Linked DNA regions of Danio rerio: region 1 is linked to region 2. The links are chromatin contacts, called in public Hi-C maps. All regions are on one chromosome and are shown on one strand. The core of a region is the stretch at or near the end of the contact, and the rest is flanking DNA. Distances in the headings are between cores, read along the strand shown.

Region 1 (6,749 bases), core at 526-3,025, 210 kb before region 2:
ACTTTACTTACAAATGGTAAACTTAAGTACTCCTGGTTGATCATATTTACAAATAACAATGAGTGAAACCTCATTAATGAACTTTTTTTTTAGAAAAAGAAACTGCTTAAGTTGGACTAACTCAAAAGGAAAAAAGTCGATTTCCGTTCAATTTAAGAACAACAAAAAAAGTACAATATGTAGCTCAGAAGTCAGGCAGCTTTTTTATCAAAAGTTTAGCAGACACAACGTCCTGCTTGGTGAGCCAGTATCCCTACTGTACGGCAGTCGCGTCTCTGTTTTACTCCTATAATACTGAGTGCTCCTTTGAAGCGTATAGGTCCATGCACAACCTGGTCGATGTGAACAAGGATTTCGTCAGAAAGTAAAACATGTAACAGAGTGAGTCTCATGCGCTCTGCGTCTCTGTCGGACCGAGTGAAGTTTTGCGCTCCTCAAAAGTCCAGTCGGATCATCCTTTAACGGCACGCGGCCGGCCGGACGGTCCCGGTCCCCGCGGGCTCTGTCGCGCCAGATCGCAGACATCAAGCCCCTGAAGTTTGTTTATGTGGCTGAACTCAAAATGTCCTTCGGCTCTCCTCAGAAGGTTTGCAGCTGTTGTGTCAACATGAGCTGGCAGCCGCTGTTGACGTGGTTCATGACTTTCTGCTTGAGCTGTGCCACTTGCTCGCGCAGCATGTTGGCGGTGGACGCGAGCTCCGAGTTTTGCGACTTCAGGGTCTTGACTTTGTCCTCCAGCCGGGAGATCCTCTCCAGTTTCCTCTTCCGGCATTTGGACGCGGCGATTCTGTTTCTCATGCGCTTCCTCTCGGCTTTAATCCGCTCCTGGCTCTCCATGTCGATAGGAGAGAGCGGTGGGGTCTCGCCGGGCATCTCGGGCACCGTTTGGGGCTCCTCTTTCAGGGCCTGGAGGCGCGGGTGCTGGACGGGCAGCTGCGGTGGTGCGCTCGGGAAGCTCATCGCGGCTGGATTGGCCGAGCTGCTGCTGATAGCAGGGTTGAACGTGTTCAGATCCGCGTAAACCGGCGGATCAGCGCGCATGGCTGAGCTGTAGACCGCACCGCCCGCTATGGACGAGACCGGTGCCATGCTGCTGTTGATAGTAGTTTGGGGAGCCGAGGTGACGTTGGGCATGTGCTGGTGGTGCAGCTCAGCCAGTGCCCTCACAAAGCCCTCCGCGAACCCCTCCTGCTCATCCGTCACGTTCTTGGGACACAGAAACTGGGTCGGAGTTGGCGTCGTGGTGATCATGCCGTTGCTAGACTGGATGATGAGCCTCTCCAGCTCCGGTGATGCCAGTTTGAGAAGTCCCACGTCGGGAGAAGTGAGGATATCGCTGGCTTTGGCCCTCAGGTGGGGCTTTAGGTTCCCCGCGGGGTCGGACAGATTGAGCGTCATGTTGTGTTTCAGAGCCTTGTGGTTGTATCCAAAAGTGGCGCTGTCATGCTGAGAGAAAGCGCTGTTTAGAGAGTCATCGTAGAAAGTAGTTTCCATCTTGGTAGACATAGAAGGCAAAGCGAAACTTTTAGTTCAGAAGCAGTCTTTTAGGCGCTGTTAAGCACTGTCCGCGTTCAGTAACGAGCGCTGCGGTGTTTGGAACAAAAGCGAGAGGATTGGAAAAGTTCCTCAACTCCCCGTCCCGCGAGAAACTTACTGCGTAAAGTTATCGCCAGTGTCACGGGCTCGTCTCCTCCTGCCTTCCGCGGATAGAAAGTTCTTCCTCCGCCGCTGTCGCGCTTCTCAGACACCAGCAGATAAACAGTGCTTAGCCGAAGGCTTATTTATGTTGGTTTGAGTGAGGTGTTTCACTGTGGCGAGGTCTGTATACTCTGAGCTTCTCCAGCGTGGAGGCAAACCTTATCTGCTACCGCTGCCCCACTAAAAATAGAAATGATGTAATGCGCGCAGCCTCTCATTGGCTGGAGGCGTTTTACTGGGCGTGTCACAATTTCAGATAAGGCGCGTTGCCTAGACGACCACCCAGAAGATTCTACTCGCGGTGCCTGATGGGATGAGGTAATGCTGTAAAGCAGTGCATTGTGGGATTACGTATTGTTTTTGAATATCTGGTTACCCGCTTAGCTGTTTTAGACCGTGGCGGGATACAAAGAAGCAGAGTAATGTACAACGCGCCACTTTTAGAACTTAAACTTTACTATAAGTTTGAGAAGAAGAGGCAGAATAAATGTGTGCCGCTGTATGTTTGAGAGTTGACCAATTCTTGCGCGAGTTTCGCAAGACGCGGCCATTCTTTAACAACAGCAAGTTCCAAACACTCTCTGGATCCAGTTTAATGTATTGCATATACATCAGTAAGGTAAAAAATATATATTAGAAATACAGTTTGGAGTCAGTGAAACTAATTTCCAACCTTACAATAAAATGTTGAGGGAGATTTAAAACGAAAAAAAAATAGAAGAAATGCCTTCTGAAATAATAAATTAAATAAGCATAACTTGATGTTACTCATTTTGTTTGAATATAATGTTAGATTAGCTGATTAAAAGTATTTTTTTTTAATCAGTCGTTGAAATATATTATGAATTAATTAGTATTTGCTAATTTTACTCTTCTTCACTTCCAGCACTCCCTTGTTGGCCCCCTGGGGGTCCCCGAACCCTAGTTTAAAAACCTCAGTGTTATACAGGCATACATAATTTAATCTGGCACGAAGAAACAGGGCTATAGTCTGCTTTTTTATGCCAAAGTGCATTTGCTCCGTCAGCCAATGGTCTAAAAATGGGGGCGTTTCTTATTGTGGAGTGACAGCGTGCCACAAAGTCCAGCCGCCGTATCCGTGACAGTCCCTAGAGATCCTCTCAAAAGTGCAAACAACCCTGTTAAACGTCACTGCGTCAACCACAACCACAAACTGATCGAATATAGCGTGACAGCTGACAAGTGACGTTTCAGTTTACTTTCTGAGATTTTTACTGACGTTGCTTAAACGTATGTAAAGACACAATAGCTAGTTTATTTGTATTTATAACAACATTAGTAAGATAAATATACAGGTAATGTTGAGATGGACATTTGCAAGAATGGTCGTTTTTATTATTGTTTATTTTATTAATTAGTTTTTGTTATGAGTACATTAAAATATGGTTGATTCTACTGTTTTATAGCATATAGGTCAAAGTAAAGAGAAGACAGTTTTTTTGTGTTACTGTTACTCTAGCACTTATTGATGGTCTCTGACATGTTTCACTTTGTTACAACAGATCAAACACTCGAGCACAGTGCCACTGGATACAAAATATGGACTTTATACACTGTTTAACAACCTATTTATCTTGTGATGATCATCAGTGGTATTTCTATCACTTTTCTCATATATATATATATATATATATATATATATATATATATATATATATATATATATATATATATATATATATATATATATATATACACAATATAAAATATTTGTTATATATATATATATATAACAAATGCACAAAAATCAAATCCCAATACTTAATTATTTATTAATACTTTTAAAACAAATGATTGTTATTATCATACACATTAAAATCATCTAAGATCTGGCTTTTTTATGGATTATGCAATATTTACTGGAAGCCTAATTGGAATTTCTATTGGATTTTTATCATTCATAGTTCAAGTGCACAAAGGTCATACGAGGGTTTTATTGTAAATTAAAGGTCATGACCAGATTGAGGCCTCCAGCATCCTCTTTCTGATCACCGCAGTTGTCTGCATCACCGGTTCAGGCAGCAGGGGATGTCCAGAGTTACAACAGAGAGAAGTCAACCCTGTTTCTGTACTAGCCAGAAACTTGTTTGGGCAGCACAACCCAGACCAAACGTAGAAAATGGCAGCTTGCCAATGAAACTAGTTCCTCACGCTGCGACGGCTTGCTTCTTTCCTTATTTAGCTTTCCTCGTGTTCTCATGTCACCTTTCCTACTGGTGTACTTTGTTACGTGTTTGGCCGTTACGAAATCTAGGTGTACATTTCCTTTTATGCCACATGTTGTGTGCAGTGTCATCCAGCCTGTACAGTTGAGCTTAAAGTGACAGCTCATCGTTACCACAACATTACACTTTTAAAGTGAGACAATAAACTCTAATACATTTTTCTTTATTTATTTTTTATATATTTGTGTAGGTATATTCGAGAATGTGAATGTTTGTCACTATTAGATATTTGTTTCATGTGTGCAATATTATCCATTCCGTATAATTGAACTTAAAGCGACAGCTCATCATTACCACAACATCACAGTTTTACAGTGACAGTAAGCTCTAATCATTTTTTTATTTGTATATACATATGTAAAAATATATGTGAATGTTTATGTCACTATTAGATATGTTTTATGTGCATAGTTTCAAGCTAAAGGCAACAGCTCATCCTTATCACAACACAGTTCTACAGTGTGACAGTAAACCCTTATATATATATATATATATATATATATATATATATATATATATATATATTTATATATATATATATATATATATATATATATATATATATATATATATATATATATATATATATATATATATATATAATGATTATATTATGATTGTAAGCAAATAAGAAAATGCGAATGTTATCACAATTAGATAAATGCTTAATTTCTGCAATACTACCCAGACTGTAATTAAACTTAAAGTGACAGCTCATCATTACCACAACATCACATTTCTACAGTGCGACAGTAAACCCTATATAATTTTGCTTTATTTTTATAATTATTTGTAATAACATAAGAAAATATTAATGTTTCTGTCACCATTAGTTTTATGTTTAATTTGTTCACTATTATCCAAACTGTTCAACTGAGCTTAAAGCAACAGCTTATCAATACCACAACACCACAGTTTGACAGTAAACCTTGATATCGTTATTTTTTTATATACGTTGTTAACTATATACAAGAATGTAAATGCTTACATCACTATTAGGTATATGTTTGCATGTGTACAGTATTATCCAGAAGTTTAATGTGACAGCTCATCAACATCACAGTTTGACAGTAAAACTTAAAATAGTTATTATTTTTATATACGTTGTTAACTATATACAAGAATGTAAATGTTTATATCACTATTAGGTATATGTTTGCATGTGTGCAGTATTATCCAGAAGTTTAATGTGACAGCTCATCATTACCACAACATCACAGTTTGACAGTAAAACTTAATATAGTTATTATTTTTATATACGTTGTTAACTATATACAAGAATGTAAATGTTTATATAACTATTAGGTATATGTTTGCATGTGTGCAGAATTATCCAGAAGTTTAAAGAGACAGCTCATCATTACCACAACATCACAGCTCTACAGTGCGACAGTAAATCCTAATATAAATTTTCTTTATTTTTTATATACATATGAAAGTATATAAGATAATGTGAATGTTTATGTCACCGCTGGATATATACGCTTCAGTGTCTGAGCCACCCAGGTTGACACTGGTATGGACAAAACTTGCACCCATGGAAAAAGCAATTATTTATACATCAGTGTATATACTGTAATCTTTAATATGGCTGTTAGGTTAATATCAGATATCCATGGGCTGTGCATGGTGTGTTTTCTTTGACATGTGGCCTGTCGTTATTTGCCTCTGGCGGGCCGCTCGTCTCAGCAGTGGTCCGTCAGTCTGTGAGGAGCGGGTCTTGTGTAAATATCGCCCTGTTTCCCACCTCTGAGACGGGACTTTAGTAATTGCCCTTCACATGCTGAATTTGTGAAAACTGAACACACAGTGCTGGATTCATACAAACATACATGCTCACTCAACTGTAATTTGCTGTGTTGTTAATCAGAGTAAAAGTTTTTGCTTTTGTTAAAGGTTTCTGAGTGCCAGTACAGCCATGTTTTCCATGACGGTTAGTTGAATAGGAACTTTTTCTTTTTTCTTTGAACTTGTTCGTCCATTTATAACATCCAGGTACACTGTGTTCTGGGTCACGCCTAATAAGAAAACAAAAACAAAGCTGTTTTTGGTAAATAAGTGTATTGTGAGTACTTGGCATAATACTTATTTATGTCTCTGACCTCTGTGGATATTTGTGTATAACAGTTGAGACTGGTAATTTAATGCAATCTAAATAGTTACTGGAAAAAGAAAACGTTAAACAATTTTAAACGTTCAATTCAATCCAATTCAATTCATGTTTATTTCTTTTGTGCTTGTACAATGTAGATTGTGTCAAAGCAGCTTAACACAGAAGTTCTAGTAAATTGAAACTGCCAGTCCAGTTTTTAGAGTTGAAGTTGTTGAAATTGAACACAATGGATATAATTCGTCTACAGTTTTAAGAATTCATAAGTAGTAGTCTTGATGTAGTCTTCAAATCACAGTGAATTTAATCTATTTAAATAAACAGTTCATTCATTAATTTTCTTGTTGGCTTAGTCCCTTTTTTTAATACGGGGTCACCACAGCAGAATGAACCGCCAACTTATCCAGCAAGTTTTTATGCAACGGATGCCCTTCCAGTCGCAACCCATCTCTGGGAAACATCCACACACACATTCACACACACTCATACACTACGGACAATTTAGCCTACCCAATTCACCAGTACCGCATGTCTTTGGACTGTGGGGAAAACCGGAGAACCAGAGGAAACCCACGCGAATGCAGGGAGAACATGCAAACTCCACACAGAAACGCCAATTGAGCCAAGGCTCGAACCAGCGACCCAGTGACCTTCTTGCTATGAGGCTGCAGCACTACCTACTGCGCCACTGCTTC
Region 2 (6,613 bases), core at 2,813-5,312:
ATGTAAAATTTGATTTTATGTGTCGCCTCACAGCAAGAAGGTTGCTGGTTTGAGCCTCGGCTGGGTCAGTTGGCATTTCTGTGTGGAGTTTGCATGTTCTCCCAGTGTTTGTTTCCTCCTGGTGCTCTGATTTTCCCCACAAGTCCAAAGACGTTCAGGTTAATTGGGTAAGCTAAAATTGTCCATAGTGTGTGTGTGTGTGTCTGTGTGTGACACAAAACATGTGCTGAATAATTTGGCAGTTCATTCTGCTGTGGCGACCCCAGATTATATTTAAACATGAACTCAACAAACAAACAGATTATTTTTGTACTAAACTGGGCCAGGAGATCCTTTGGAGAAACACTACGGTTCTAAGAACAACCATTCTTAAACAAACATTTAGTTCTTTGTTTGAAGAACATTTAATCTATTAAAGGATTATAAATGTCTTTTGTGGATGGCATGAATTTCAAAGTTTCTTAATTTATTATTCTTCAACAAATAACCTTTTTTTAAAGAGCGTCTGATTTGTAGATCCTTCTGTTTTTCCTCCTCTCTCTACATCTTCCTTGCTTCCGTGGCGAATCCTTCCTCCAGCCGGGAGCTGAGGCACAGTCTGCAGGTCAGAAACAACAGACAGGCCATCCGAGAGAAAAATAAACGTGTCGTTTTGTTATGTCTGCTCTGTTGTGTATTGTCAGAGCAACGACCTCTCGCTCCTCTGTTGTCTGATACTCTTCCAGTTTGTCTTACCCGTGTGAAAAGATGTTTCGACAATCTATTTCTGGCAGTGGTTAACACCCTGCAGTGACTATCACCTCTGTGACAAAGACAAATGAAGGTATTCATTTATTTGTTTTACTTACAATAAAAGGTTTAGAGTCAGGTCAGAATTAGAGGTCATTGCGATAAATAAATACAATTAATATGAATGAATTTGATTAAATAAAAAACTATTTGGAATTAAGGTTAGCTTACTCAAAAACATCTAAACCTTTTCATTATGTATTAGTTTATTAGTTTATATACATTTAAAGTCAGAACTATTAGCCCCCCTTTGAATTTATTTATTTTTTTTTTTAAATTATCCCAAATGATGTTTAACAGAGCAAAAAAATGTTCACATTATGTCTGATAATATTTTTTCTTCTGGAGAAAGTCTAATTTGTTTTATTTCAGCTAGAATAAAAACATTTTTTAATTTTTTAAAAGCCATTTAAAGGTCAAAATTATTAGTCCCTTTAAGCTATATTTTTTCGATAGTCTACAGTACAATAGATATATGGCTTGAATAATTTGCCTAATTACCCTAACCTGTCTAGTTAACCTAATTAACCTAGTTAAGCCTTCAAATGTCACTTTAAGTGTCTTTAAAAATATCTAGTAAAATATTATTTACTCTCATCATGGCAAAAAATTAAATAAATCAGTTATTAGAAATAAGTTATTAAAACTGTTATGTTTAGAAATGGATTGAAAAAGCCTTCTCTAAGTTGAACAGAAATTGGGGGGAAACATAAACGGAGGTGCCATCTGGAATTTTTTTCTACAATGAGTATTTTTTTTCAGCCTCTTATGTTCATATGCAGTTATTTCATGGTAAAAGCGATGAAAATAACCTATTCTTTGCCATAAAAGTAAAATTATTGATCGAAGACAGAAGCCAGAGAAAAAAAAATTCAGATAACACTTGGAGGTTTTTGCATCTGAACTCTTCATAAATAGTCTCTTCCTTGTAACAATACATATATTTAAGAATGCTATGGCTCTTTGTTCACTATTAAAGTTATTTCTCTAAGCTGCTAAGCTCCCAAATGACAGAAAAAGACTCCTGTGTAAGTCATTGTGTGAGGAGTACAAAATAAAAGTTCCCACATGCTTAGAGTTAAACGACATGTTTTGTGAAGTCAAGTAGTGAAAAATGCGTGAATTTTTGTTACTATACCACAATAACCTTTATAAATAAATTATGGTTTTAGCAAACCTCGTCATATTTGAAATGAGTAACAATATACTGGCAAGTTTCTGAATGGTTTTATGTTATATGTGAAATCATGACACAACCTAAGCTGACCTCCCCGGTAGATCTCAGCAAAACTACTTACCAACAACAAGTCAGGTCATCTTTATTTTTTTAAAGCACTTAATACAATGTAGATTATGTCAACGCCGTTTTACATAGATGAACAGGAAATTAATAAAAGTCATACAAGAAAATTAAATGTTGCGGAACATATTCAGCAAATCAAGCATTTAGCAGAAGGATGCCGGTGTAGTTTTAAATAGTTCAGAAAGAGTTCCGTTCAGTCCAGTATGAATGTGCAGAAATTAATGACCATTATTAGCTATGTTTCCATCTAAAGGTGTGAATTCGATTAAACCACTAACAATTTATGAAGGTGTCTAAGGAGAGAAAATGTAACGGTCACACTTTATTTTGATGGTTTGTTTGTTGAATTTACATTGTAATTAATTCTCATTAGATTATAAGTAGACTGTTAGGTTGTGGTTTGGGTTGGGGTTAGGGTTAGTGTAAGTTGAAATGTACTTGCAAAGTTTCTTATAGTCAGTTAAATGTCTGTTGAAGGAGCAGTATCAGCAGATAATAAGCAGACAATCTCCTAATACTTAAATGGACCATCAAAACAAAGTGTTACATTTAGAAAATGTTATTATGACTGAAGAAAATGAATGGAAATAAACAAGGACAAACAAACTTAATTTAATTTGTGTATTACTCTATGAGGAAATGCCAACAAGTGGTGCCAAAGCAAAGAACTAAACAAAACTAACATCCACACAAACTACAACACTAGATCCCCTCCAAACGTACTAAAGAAAATAAAAAATGTGAAAAAGAAACTGAAATCTTTAGCGTATTTGAAACTAGTAAATACACTCTCTGAAATAATAAACAAAAATACAAAAATCGGCGCTCGCCCACCAACCTAATGTTTCTGAACACTTGTATAACTATGACAAAATGTATGTCGCTAAACCTTTTAACCTTTTCCCTTTTCCCCAAAAAGGAAATTATAAACTTTGAAACCATATTGAGAATACAGATATTTGGATAAGTTCAGAGACAGTAAGGAACAAATCATAATACAAAAACAGAAGCGAGTGAACTCAACACAAAGCCATACACAAACAACACATACGAGGCATGCCAGTTAAATTTAAAGTCCCCAAGTAATCAAAACTAACCATATGATTTTGTTAGCTCACATTGGCAGTTTTGAGGTGAATAATTTATCTGTGCATGTCATTAATAAAATAAATATTGTTTGCCCTTCTAATCTTTAATTGAAATCTGTAAAAGCACTTCCTATTTTTATTTTCTGTTAAATTGTCATATTACGTAAATCTTAGAAATTGGCCGTGGCTAAGATACTGTATTTATTTAAAAAAAGCCAAATCAACAAACTATGTTTGTAACGACAAAACTTGTGACCTTAGTTGGCTAACGATGGTTTTCAGAAATGCACCCCAGATGGAGAAGTGACAGTAATGCACCACAAAGTTGTTGTTGACCACCATATGGATCTACTTTCATCGGCTAGACACTGGCCTCACAGCTCCGTCGGTGCCGTCATTTTTTGATCTGCAATCGGTAAATGTAGTTTGTGTGTTTACAACTGCGCTATTTGCTTAAAATAATAGCTTCACTACTGAAAAGCTATTTTATTTGAAAAGTAGTGTCACTATCGACACGCTACTGAGAAATGTACTTAAGCTAGCGCTGCTGGCCGGCACTGCTTCCCAGAAGCCAAACATCTGATTTCCATGACAGAAAAACAGAGGCCTGTGTAAAAATGCTGTTAAGATGTTGAACATCTTCCCAAGAGTCTATAAAGTAATTCAGTGTGTGTTTCTCCCACGCTGGCACTCTTCGTCTACAGACTTCACAAAGTCACCAACACCTCTCTAACAGACGCCGTATGCTGGTGCTTTTAAGCCAGAGGTTGCTTTGACATTACTTTGGTAATCCAGCTTTATTCCTCTTTTTAAAAGCTAGTGTTTCACATTGGCTCTAAAAGGAAGCCTCCCCACGGACGTTCCCTGGTTGGAATGTTCCTGGACATGAGCCAGTGGAGCACATTCTTTGGACCAATTATGTGCCATGTTGTCTCCCACTCTTTCCAGATCACACCATCTCTAATGCCATCCTTCCTCTCACAGACAATACAGCTTTCACCATGCTTCAAACCATCACTCCATTACTGTGACCTGGCTCATGCTGCAAATCACTGTGAGTTCAGCTGTGGCTGAGGGGGGTCAGAGGTCAACGACAGACGAGGAGACACAAACTGAGGGTCAGGGAGAGTGTAAGGTGGTCCTGAAACCAGGAGTGCTATTTATGAAAGCGTACTCTGAATGCAGCAAGTCTAGTTACAGTAGCTGGCCTGGCCTCTTTGATTCTTTGGTAAAAATGGATAGGAGATAGGAAAGTGACTGATTTGCTAAGAAGGTACTTATGACAAGTTGTGTGATAAAACTGGTGGGAAAAAAATTAAATGCACAAGAAAAATAGTTAAATAGGCCTTACATGGTTTGCTGCTGTAGCTGGTCTTCCAGCGACCCACTAAAGACCAGTGAAAATGGAAATATTATATTTGAAATTCATATTGTCTTTAATGCAGTCGGCTTAGTGTCTATTTCCGAGGTCGCCACAAAGGAATACACCACCAACCCTGTACTGGAAAACACCCATACACTTTCATTTAGACACTTATTTATACACTACGGCCAATTTAGTTTATTCAATTCCCTTTTAGTGCATGTCTTTGGAATGTGGGGGAAACAAGAGCACCCAGAACATGGGGAGAGCATGCGAACTCCACACAGAAATGCTAACTGGCCTAGTCGGGATTCGAACTAGCGACCTTCTTGGTGTGAAGGAACAGTGAGCTGCCGTGCTGCTAGATATGAATATTCACAGTAAAGTTTGACCATACACAAATATCTTAAAATTAATTATTCACTCCATTTGAGCATTTCTCTCGAGCAATTTAGCCACCCGTGAAAAAAGTTGTTCAAATTGCTAAACACCTTTAATGAGAAGCTGTGAAACCCTAAGTAAACTTTACTAATATCTACCTTTAAGGTAGCAATATGGATGTTTTAGGTACAAACATACACTTTTTGAAAAGGTTTATAATGTTTTTAGCAGGCTATAAAATAATCTTCCTATGAACAGTGATGTTAGCATGTTGCTAGGCTAACAACCAGCAAACCAGTTTATTTTCAATTTTTTTCTTTTTTTTTTTGCAGGACAAAATAAACGGTCATTAAAGATATATTTTAACATGTTTCAAGTTATCAAACAGCACAAGCTGTCTCTCTGTCATCATCTTACAAAATAAAGGTTTGTATCCATTTCGGGGTCAATCACACAAGCGCGTGTCCACATGAAAGCATCTCAAGATGCATTAAACCCAATTTCATAGAACTTTCAAATAATTTTTTGAACCTGAGCTTCCAACAGTTCACTTGAGACAGTCTTTATGTTGAGAAGTGTTGACTAAAAACGTCACCTGGTCAGGCGGGTTTTGAAGCAGAGCTAAGCTGTACATTTCATTCTCAAACCCTTTTAATCATACGATCTGAAGTGCTTCTATTTGTAAGTCACACTGTCTGTTAAATGGATTAATGTAGATGTAAATACAAAATTGTTTACAACTAGAGTCCGAGAGGACACATCAAAGCATTTCCTTCTTACGCTGTGAGAAATTATCCTCTCAAGATGGCCAGAGGGAAAGGTCAGGGGTGAGGGCCTGAAGAGAGGCATACGCAGCAGATTAAATCATTATATGAGTCAGATTTATGAGCACTCATTGATCAGATGCTCAGGGCTTTGGTCAAGCAGCGGTCAGGTTACTCTCAGACCGCAGTGGGCCCTTTGTTTAGATTCTTCAAAGTTCGGTGCAGGGCTTTGGAAAATTAGGGGATTTTTACATCACTCTTTTTGTTTGACAAATATAAGTTAGCTTACTTCTGTTAAATAATGACATATTAAATAAGATTGGCTAATGTTCTAAAGATTGAATTTTATTATTATTTTTTGAAAGTTTGATTTATTAATGCTTTAAAAGAAACCTCTTAATTCTCAGAACGATAGACATATTTTTATACTTATAAAATTTTAATATACAATATAATATAATAACCAACTGTGATGTAAGGCTGATTTTTCAACATCATTACTTCACTCACTTTTCTCACATTGTCTTTTAAAATAATAGTAAAATTATGCTTTCAGTTATTGAAATATGTATATTAATGAAACTGTATTTTGTGGGGAATGGTGAAACATTACATTCAAATCTTTTTAAAATATATCTAGACAATAGTTTTGTACCATTAACCTAGAAAAAAATCAAAAGTTATTCTAGTACCTATAATACCTTTAAATTGTTAGGTAATTTTTGTCCAATCACACTAACGTCTGCTCTGTAATTGTATGGAAAATATAGTGTGTAAGGATGGATCCCTGCAGTTATATCCTGCCTTTAGGGTTAACCGAAACACTGTGGATGGCTCTCTTACTCTCTTGAATAAAGTTCAACATCATCTAGATAGGCCAAATATGTATGTTAGATTACTCGTTATGGATTTCTCAGCTGCCTCG

Evidence for each region. Hi-C and Micro-C count contacts between places; a contact is called where the count stands out from the background.
Region 1: a contact with region 2 is called in a Hi-C map of an unstated tissue, with 2.4 times the contacts expected there. The contact joins the promoter of jun here to the enhancer-like site in region 2. A contact is called at or near these places in 2 of 18 Hi-C or Micro-C datasets (caudal fin and an unstated tissue) and 1 of 4 datasets of contacts at active chromatin or transcription factors (caudal fin).

The regions. Positions count from the first base shown.
Region 1 is chr20:16,774,901-16,781,649 of GRCz12tu, reverse strand. jun (Jun proto-oncogene, AP-1 transcription factor subunit) reads right to left here and starts at 1,775. Exons shown (of 1, transcript NM_199987.1): 1 at 1-1,775. The coding sequence starts at 1,506. The coding sequence ends at 580.
Region 2 is chr20:16,570,335-16,576,947 of GRCz12tu, reverse strand. No RefSeq gene overlaps it. Among named protein-coding and RNA genes, the nearest start is that of prdx6, 150 kb to the right of the region's middle. Within about 2 kb of position 4,062, at least 18 of the 62 cell types and tissues checked have an H3K27ac peak or open chromatin away from gene starts, as enhancers often do.